2 separate regions of the Mus musculus genome follow, and region 2 is linked to region 1. The links are chromatin contacts, called in public Hi-C maps. All regions are on one chromosome and are shown on one strand. Each heading gives the region's core, a stretch centred on a gene start, on an enhancer-like site or on the middle of the called end of the contact. The rest is flanking DNA. Distances are from core to core; before and after follow the strand shown. Region 1 overlaps Hmcn2 (hemicentin 2). Region 2 holds the start of Ass1 (argininosuccinate synthetase 1).

Region 1 (4,954 bases), core at 2,240-4,739:
GCCAGGACGAGTTTGGACCTCAACATTTTGAGAATAGAGCCTTTCATGACTTGGAAGCGAGCTGATCCTGGGGGAGCTGGGGTCCCAGAAAACCTAATGGCCACTGAAGCCACCTCAAACTAGTAGCTTTAGGGTACTTGCCTCATGAATTTGAAGAATGAAATTCACAGACTCTAGAGGGTGAGTTTTAGAGAGGTTATTTTACATTCACAAGTAGGAGAGACAGACAGACAGACAGACAGACAGACAGACAGACAACAGGCAGAGGAGGCCATGCTCCTGTATAGCCAGAGCTCATTCAAGGAAATAGGGTACCACTGAGGGGCAGCACAGACCTTTCTAAAGGACTTATGGCAGAAACTGGGTGAGACACAGGGAGGGCTGAGCTAGCTGGTAGGTCTGGTCCTTCTCTGTGGTGGTCATGTCCTCATATACAGCTTCCAGGTAAGCGTGAGTAACCATAGGAACCAGGAACCAGGGCTCTCTCCTGGCGTTCCTGACCTAAGGCAGGGACATTCTTGGAACCTCTGCTCTGGGGTTCCTGCCCCACCTGGCCAGTTCCTAGCTTCTGTCTGTCACCCCTGCAGCTCCCAGGGCTGCCAGGAATGAGGTCCTACCATCAAGGGCTAAGTACACAAGATCTGGAGTTTTCAAAACCAAGAAGGAAGTTAGGATATAGCACAAAATCAGGGCCCGGTGCATGCCTATAGTCCCATGGGAAGGAGGTGGAAGTAGGGAATCGTGAGTTAAAGGTATGTAAGCTACACCCTTAGGTAGACAGCTATCTGGAGACCAGACTTAGACCTTGTCTCAAAAACAACAAAAAGTCCACATAGGACTCTTTCTGTGGCATGCTCGGGAGGACTTAGTGAGATAATTCTGTTCCTCTGCCTGCCAAGTTTCACAGAAGAGCAGAACCTGCTCACTGGGCATACTGCGCACTAATCTACTGTATAGATGAGACACCAGGCACGTGCCTGGCAGCTCAGCATGGGGCTGAGAGAAATCGAGGCGATCAGACACCCATCCCAAAGGACTGTGGGTCCCTGGGCGTCCATTCCCCATCCTCAGGCTGAGTGGGTCAGCGGTGGCTTTCTTTTTTTTTAAGATTTATTTATTATTATATGTAAGTACACTGTAGCTGTCTTCAGATATACCAGAAGAGGGCATCAGATCTCGTTACGGATGGTTATGAGCCACCATGTGGTTGCTGGGATTTGAACTCTGGACCTTTGGAAGAGCAGTCGGGTGCTCTTACCCACTGAGCCATCTCACCAGCCCCAGCGGTGGCTTTCTAGCTCCATCTGTGCATAAAGCAACTCCTGCCTCCATCAATAGAGTGTAAAATAAAAACCCCTAACCTGCCCGAGAGGAAGGAACTAGAGAACAAGGAAGAGTGCAGAAACCTACCATCTTCCCGCAGTGCCTCCAACATTTGAGAAGCCCGAGAGGGAGACAGTGAACCAGGTAGCTGGGCGGACCCTAGTCCTGGCTTGTGATGTGTCCGGAATCCCTGCTCCCACTGTGACTTGGCTGAAGGACAGATTACCCGTGGGTGAGTACCCATGTCCTACCAGCCATTTTAGTGCAAAATAGGTCGGTCTTCATTCAGTAGAGCCACAATAGAAGTCCAGGAAATTGTTTGGTATTAATGGTCCTGTCAAAGACAGAGGGCTCGTGGAATGTGGTGGTTTATGCTCGAAACCCTAGCACGGGAGGCGGAGCCCCAGGGAGCCAGCCTGCCTCAGTTACTCTGCATGGCTCTGACGATAGCGACTTAAGGAAGAAGGAACAGACTTTGGCTGATGGTTCCAGAGGGAGAAGAGCCCATCACGCCAGTGAGGGAGGAGAGCAAGCTGCAAGCCTGGTGCTAGGAGCAGGAAGCAGAGAGAGCACAGCTTTAACCACAGAGAGGAAGCAGAGGGAGTGGGACCAGGCTATTAACTTGGGGAGGGGAGGGCGCGGGGGGTGGGGGAGAGAGCGGGTGTCAAATACCTGAGCCTGGGTCGCTCTCTCTCTGTCTCTCTGTCTCTGTCTGTCTGTCTCTTCCTCCTTCCTTTCCTCCCTCCCTCCCTCCCTCTCTCCCCCCTTCCCTCCCTTCCTCCCTCAAGTTAGGCTGCTCTGTGATGGCAGCCATACCCCCCTTTTGCCCTTCACTGCTTTTATTGGTCACTGGAATGCAGTATCGGGAGCCACTCCTGCTGGAGTCCTCTGGTGTCTGTCCCCTCCACTCAGAAGACAAGAGAGAGGCTCTTCAGGCCTGGCTATGCCCAGGCTTGGGGCTGCTCTAAGCTGCCCCTCCCCTGTCAATCAGCTCTGCACCTGCTTGACCATGGGTCACTCCATCTTAGCTCTCCTCCTCACCCTTGACCGCTACACCCTGCTAGGGTCAGTCGGTGGATCCTCAGCCTGTCAGCTGGTAAATCCTATGGCACACTCCACCAAGGCTGTGCCATGCTGGACATCACTGCCCCCTGCCAGTTCCTGGTGAGGGCAGCATCCTCTACCTCCCACTCCCGCTGGTCTCAGGCCCACGCTGGTCTCAGGCCCACGGGTCCCTCTAGTACACAGGCAGAAGATTCTGACAGCTCATCACTGAGGAGTTAGTGGCAGCTGTGGAGACCTCAGGCTGTGGCTGGACAATGTGTTCCCCCACCCCATTCACATGTAGACTTTTGCCCAACTCTTCACATTGTAGCTTTAGTGAGCTACAATTTACAACCTATATAGTCCAGCCATTTAAAGAGTATCATTCAAGGCTTTTCAGTGTATCCAAGGAGTGGAGCAACTGCCACAACCAATTTTACAATGTCTTCATTGCCCAGTAAAGAATCCCCATAGCCATTAGCCATCCCCCATGCCTCGCAACTTCCCACCCACAACAGACCGTCAGTGTCCATGAAATGCCTGCCCTGGGCATTCATTCAGATGGCGTCACGTCATCCTGTGACCTTCTGCATCTGCCTCGCTCCATTTAGCCTGAACCTTTGAAAGCTCACTGGGCAGCCTGGATCAGTCTGTCTTTTTCAGAAATAAATTTAGTTATTTTTTTCATTGTTCCTTTACATAATACCTCATGTGGCTTTGTAACCCAGGCTGATTGGGCCACTTGCTATGTAGACTAGACAGGCCTTAACCTCACAGATAGCTACCCGTCTCTGCCTCCCACGTGCTGGGATGGAACAGGTAGCACCGTTTCTTAACCAGCCTTGGGCTGTTGCGACGAGGCTGCGGTGAGCTTGAAGTACAGGTGTCTGTGGGTGTTCAGGGTTCTGGGGTGGGGGGTGTTTTTGTTTCTCCTGTGTGGACCCTTGAGTTAGCCTGGCATCAAAGCCTCTATCAGGCCTCTAGTTCTTCACGCACGCTGTTCCCTGTCTGGAATGTCTCGTGGTCTTGTCTGCTTGCATCTGACTGGCTTCTGCTCAAGCTTTGTCCCAGCAGCCCCCATTGAGGAGCCTAGCTCCTCCTCCTCCTAGCTCCTCCTCCCAGCTCCTACTGCCCCTCCCACTCCTCTCTGGTACCCTCCTACTCCTCCCCTGTCCCTTCCATCCTCCAGCTCCCTGACGCTGAGAGAGTGGTACAGCTGTCAGCCCTCGGCTGCACTGTGTCTTTGTGATACATTTCATGCTTCTTGAAGACAGGGACCACGGTGCTCGCCTTTTTTTCCCCCCGAGCTCTAAGTAGGACACAGGGTGGGGCTGATCCAGGCACGTGGCTCTGGAAGGCTGGGCAGGGGTCAAGGTGGGGTGGAGGTAGGGTTGATATGATTAGAAATACCTTCAGGACAGATGTGCAAGGGAGCATTCCAAGATGTTGAGTGGAGTCCCAGGAGCCCAAAGGGTGGGGCCATTGAGTGGCTGATTCCTCTTGATCAGCAACCTAGATACATGTAGAAGGTGTGGGACCCTAACCGGAGGGAAGGAGGACTGTAAGAAGGAGAACAGCCACGGGTGGGTTAAGGAAAGAGGTTAATTTAATTGTTAACTTGACTTAGGCTCGGGTCACCACTGAGAGAGCATCAATATGGGAGTGTCTAGGTCATGTTGTCTGTGGGCATGCCTGTCTGGGACTGTCTAAAGCCTTAGGTCACCACTGGGAGAGCATCCATGTGGGAGTGTTTAGGTCACGTTGGCTGAGGGCATGTCTGTCTGTCTGTCTGGGACCGTCTTAAGCGTGTTTCCTGGTGTGGAAAGACCCAGCCAGAGAATGGATGACACTTTTCCCTGGGATTGGGTCCTGAGTTAGAGAACGCTAGCTGAACACAGGTGTGCACACATTCCTTCTTTTTCTGTTGTGGCTGTGACCAGCTGCTTCCTGATGCCACCGCTCCCTCTCAAGGACTGTCACCTGGGATGGTGGGCCTAACGACCCCTGTGACCTCTACACTGCCTTTGTCTGGGTAACTTTTCACAGCGGCAGAAGGGAAACGAGGCCAGTAGAAATCTACGAAGGTGCCTCGGACCCACTGGTGCCTCAGTTTCCCTGTCAGTACAGGAAGGAAGTACAAGACTCAAGGGCTTCGCTTCATTCCACAGAGAGCAGCGTGGTACACGGAGTGGTCTCCCGAGGTGGCCGCCTCCAGCTGAGTCACCTGCAGCCAGCCCAGGCCGGTACCTACACTTGTGTGGCTGAGAACGCCCAGGCAGAGGCCCGCAAAGACTTTGTAGTGTCTGTCCTAGGTGCGTCTGTACTCTACACGACCCCCTCTTTGCCCCATCCCCAGCAACCCTTGCTGCTGGCAGGCCCTCACCATGGCCTGTGTGTGTCACAGTGCCTCCCCAGATCCAGGACTCAGGCATGGCACAAGAACACAATGTGTTGGAGAAACAGGAGATTCGGCTGCACTGTGAGGCTGAAGGCCAGCCACCACCAGATATAACCTGGCTGAAGGACGGTGGCCTGTTGGACCAGCACGTGGGACCTCACCTCCGGTAAGGCCAGGCTGTGCCACCTG
Region 2 (4,496 bases), core at 1,402-3,901, 51 kb after region 1:
CTGCCTCTACCTCTCAAGTGTTGGGATTACAGGAGTGAACCACCCAGCTAGTCACATGATGCTAGTGATGGAGCAGGGAGCTTTGTGCATGCTGGGTAAGCTCTCTCCCAACTGAGCCCCAGCCCAGCCCAGCCCAGCCCAGCCCAGCCCAGCCCAGCCCAGCCCAGCCCAGCCCAGCCCCAGGAGACTTTTTACAGACTCTGACAGGCTGTTTCTGTTATTTTATGGAAATGCCAAGGACATGAACAAGTTAGCCAAACGGTCATTTCCTAAATTTCAAGACTCACTGTAAAGCTACTAGAATCAAGACATCGTAGAAGCAGCATGGTAAGAGATAAATAACATGACAGAACACAGGCGCAAGAAACAGACCCACACTAACACAGTCCTTTAGAGCAGTCGTAGGGGCAGTGATGAGTCACCAACTCCCCGTTTCTTTTATTTGTCCCTTAGGGGTTCACATGTGTCCCTGGTGCCCATGTGGGTGTCAAAGGACAACTTAAAGAAATGGGTTGGTCCTTAGCCTTGGTAACAAGGGCCTTCACCTGTTGAGCCATCTTGCTGGCCCATCCAAGACCTTTAAGAAGGGTGTGTGTGACCTGTTCTGGTTTGTACTTTCTGGAAGCTTCTGACCTCCTTATAGAGGAAGGGCCAGGGGACAAACTGGTTATGCAGGGAAATGAGAATGGAAATTGGAGCAAGAAAAGTCCTGTGGTCTGAGTAAACCAAAGATGTGGAGAGTGCGGGGGAGGTGAGGCTGCTCAGAAGCCAAGAGTTCAAGGCCAGCCTGGTCTACATAGCTCTTCTAGGCTAGCCAGGGATATATAGGAAAGTTGTTCTGTTTTGCTTTTTTAAATCGCTAACCTAGATTCTTAAGGAGCCCTGACCTTGTCGTAGGAAGGGGGAAAGGTGAAGTCAAAGGTCATGGTGACTCATTTCCAGGGGCAAACCCTCTTGGGTCATGTTCCACCCAATCCAGAAGTAGTTTGCAGAGTGAGGATGGGTGGGACTCAGTGTCCACCGTGAAGGTGGAGGAATGCAGAGAACATAGCTGGTCCAGGAGTCAGCTGGGCCCCTGCACTTCACCTCCACCTCTGGGGGCTCATAAGTCAACTGCTGGCAGTACTGGCCCCTCTATCCCCCTGCCTATGTGTCAGTCCTCTGGGCTGGAGTCATTTCTGTAGTAGGGGGTAAAGGTTCCCCCTGTTCGTGATTCCTGCCTGAACCAGTTCAGTTCAAACCTGAGTTAGAGCAGAGGCTTTTGGGCTTCGGGGCCCAAATTCTGCTATGCTCTGGGCATGCTGTGTGGCCTTGGGAAAGATGCACCCTCTCTCTGTGCATATATTTCATAAAGGTAAGATGGAAAGCTTCTGGGCCAGCCCTAAGAAGCCGAGTCAGCAAATGGGGACCAATGGCCTCAAAGTGGCTCAAAAGTTGCTGGCATGTTCTTTTCATTGACCTCACTAGTCTCCTGTCTGTGAGGAAGGTCCAGAGCTGGTCCAGTGACGCCCGAAGGTCAGCTGTTCTAGTGTCACTTAGCAGAGAGATGCCTCAGGCTGTCCCCTGGACGTCCGTCCCCACCTGGCTCTCTGGAGTTTCTAACCAGCATGGGCTACGTTTAGCTTGGAGGACAGGGCCAGGAGCACAAAAGAATCCTGCAGCTAAAGTTTGTAAATGTGTCTGGCACCTTCTCCCTCCTAGAAGCCCCCACAGCTGCTGTTTCTGACCTTGAACAAAAATCAGGAGACCGAGTAAGGGGCTTGGCTGGACCCCAGAGGGCACCCAGAGTCTCAGGGCAAGGCAGTAGTAAGGAAAGCTGGGTAAAACATGGGCATGGAGCCGTCTGAGGCTTGGAATCTAGGCCTGCCTGGGGGATATGATCTTGCCGTAATCCTGGGTGTTGAGGTTCACTGGGGCAGGGGCTGTCCTGTGTGTTGCAGGGCTCAGGCCAGGCTGGGAAGCCTCTGGCACGGCTTTCTGGCTCATGTGGGCCACAACCCCCGGGTTCACTTTACAAGCCAGCAGCTTCACCTCTGTGAACCTCAACCTTCCCCATCTTCTGATGGCTCAGCAGACAGCCAGGCTTTGATTCACCATTTACTGGGAGCCCACGGCGATCTGGGCAGGTGCCAGGCCAGGACGTTAAAATGGCATCCCCAGCCATCCTTGGCCAACTCGTTTGCATTTTCTTGTGAACCCTTAGCTCTGGCTTGTGGGCTAGCATCAGGGAAAGCAAGAGCCTCTGAGGGGCAGATGCTTCAGTCTTTAAATCGAGTGGGGCTACACAGCCTCTGAACCTAAGCAATTTGCATCTTCACTCCCGCCTTGCAGCGCTTTCAAGGGTTCTTGCAAGACAGCTGCGATCAGCCTTGCTAGTCACGCGGGTTCCAACCTCTGCCGCCCTCCCAGGCGCCACCAGCGGGTCAGGATCAGGGGACCTAAATTGCAAGAGCCCACGCCCGTGCGCCCCCGGGAGGTGGTGCGGGCGCCAAGGGAAGAGGGAGGGGCCAGCGGGAGAGAGCGCGGGGCCACGCCCACCCGCAGGTGGCCTCGAGCCCTGAGAGGCTCGGAGCGGGGGCCGGGCCCGAGGGCGGGGCCTTTCTCGCGCCCGTCCCCACGTGTCCCAGGTTCCTGCCCCCCCCAGGCCCTGTGCTTATAACCCTGGATGCGCGCCTCTCTCAGCCCTGCTCCGCCGTCTGCCACTGCCGCCTGGGCTCACTGGTAAGAAGTTCCGGGCCCTTCTTGGTCCCCACTCTCTATCCAGGGTCTCATGACCAAGGAATCCCAGAGGGAGCGAGCAGCTGCAGGGGGTGGGCTCAGGGCAGCCCCCGAGTGACCGCGCAGTTAGTGGAAGGAAGGAGGCTGATGTCCGGGGCGCTGTGACGCACACGTTCCTCCTGCCTAGGGAACCCATGTAGGAGAACGGGTCCCAAGGTCTCCGGAGCAGGAGGACTATGGAGGTCCCCCTCTGGTTTTTCACGATCCTCTGTGTGCTGCGAAGGCTCCAAGTAGAGTCCCGGAGAGTCCAGAGGGTTGGGGGCTTCCGAATCCCTCTCCCTGGATCAGATTCGCCGATCTATGTTCAGGCTTGTTTCTCAAAGTAAGCAAAAGGTCCAGCCCCTCTTTGCCCTTAGGGGCTTGGGCGTGTGCCTTTCTCCTGAGTGTGACAGTACCCTGCTCTGGTGGACACGCGAACCCTGCCTACCCGTCCCGGGTCCTTCCTAGGCTGTGACTGGTTTCTCTTCTCCGTAGGGTGCAATGCCAGGCTCAGTCTGGGTGGGGCTTCTAGACAGGTTTCCTGCTAGCTGGCTGGCTCTTTGGGAGGAGCCCCTTCGCAGGAAATGTCTGTTTCTGGCTTGTTAACGGCTTGGGCCCTTCTCTGGAAGGCAGGCTAACCGAGAAATCGAGGGAAATCTTCTCCAGGAGAACTAACCGCGCTCTCAGTATTCCCCTCTGTGAAGTGGGTCTGTCAGGCTGTCTGCAAGTGCAGCTGGCAGGAGCAGACCTGCCCTTTCCCCAGGGGTAGAGTAGGAAAACCCTTCCTTTGATCCCTCGCTTTGCGGCTCCTCCACCTGGCAGGTGACCCCTGACGTCAGCCTCCCAGCTCCAGGGCTGCCAGCCTTGTGCCTGGACTCAGAACTCTTGCTGTCCAAGAGTTCAAGTTCAGTGAGCTGTTTTGAGAACTGTGGCCAGGGTCTGCCCACTTGCTCACTGGGTCTGGGATGAAGACCTGAAAAGACAGGGTCCCGTCCCCCCCCCCCCCCCGCAACCCTCCCCAGCCACCTACTCCCCCACTCCTCCACCCCCTCCCCCGCCCCAGACAAGGCTTTCAGAAGGAAGAAGACAGTGGAGAAACCTAAGAGCTGGGCTGGGCAGAGACTGGAATAGCCTCCATTTCAAACTCCCCCTACCCTCTCCCCCTCCCACCATAAACCAGCCAAGTCTGGGAGCATTGGAAGGGCCTCAGGGCTGCCCAAGGAATTCTGACTTTACCCAGTGCCCATGGAGTCCATAAATGAAGGGCAACTTCTGTCCACTACCCACCTCCTCCACGCACATAGTAGGACAGAACAGCTCTTAGCACCCTTGGTCAAGTGTGCCCCTCACCCCAGCTGCCTGCCTGCTCTGAGCTGAGGAAGTCAGACACTCCAGGAGCCTTGGGGTGGAGCCACGCCCCGGCCCACCTGCTGCATTTTCTCAGGGCCCATCTCATTGACCTTGGACGCCCCTAGGTCAGCCAGATCCCTCCACCAGGCTGTGAACACACTGCTTCTGGAGTGAGTGCCTTCCTTGCGGGCAGCCCTGCAGGAAGAGATACCTTGCTGAACTCTGGGTCTGAGGCATCGGTTTTCACTGAAGGTTTTGGGCAGAGTTCACTTCCCAGGACCTGGCTCCCTGTTCTTTTGAGGCTGGTTCCTCCCTAGACCTGGAAAATGGCTGGGCACCCAGAGCCTCAGTTGGTAGCATTAATGAGTGGACTGGTGTGTTCTTCTAGT

Evidence for each region. A called contact is a pair of places that touch in the nucleus more often than the background predicts.
Region 2: a contact with region 1 is called in a Hi-C map of the P5424 cell line, with 1.7 times the contacts expected there. The contact joins the promoter of Ass1 here to the enhancer-like site in region 1. A contact is called at or near these places in 4 of 39 promoter capture datasets (the 3T3-L1 cell line, embryonic stem cells, hippocampal neurons and 1 more), 2 of 15 datasets of contacts at CTCF or cohesin (embryonic stem cells and pro-B cells), 11 of 484 Hi-C or Micro-C datasets (the 63-12 cell line, 8-cell embryo, B cells and 6 more), 8 of 115 datasets of contacts at active chromatin or transcription factors (CD8 T cells and embryonic stem cells) and 1 of 9 other capture datasets (embryonic stem cells).

What each region holds. Positions count from the first base shown.
Region 1 is chr2:31,415,287-31,420,240 of GRCm38.p6, forward strand. Hmcn2 (hemicentin 2) reads left to right here. Exons shown (of 98, transcript NM_001370902.1): 62 at 1,424-1,555; 63 at 4,536-4,679; 64 at 4,772-4,931. Among named protein-coding and RNA genes, the nearest start is that of Ass1, 53 kb to the right of the region's middle. Within about 2 kb of position 3,490, at least 21 of the 459 cell types and tissues checked have an H3K27ac peak or open chromatin away from gene starts, as enhancers often do. A contact at or near this core is called in 8-cell embryo and the P5424 cell line, where this site is marked.
Region 2 is chr2:31,467,619-31,472,114 of GRCm38.p6, forward strand. Ass1 (argininosuccinate synthetase 1) reads left to right here and starts at 2,652. Exons shown (of 16, transcript NM_007494.3): 1 at 2,652-2,721.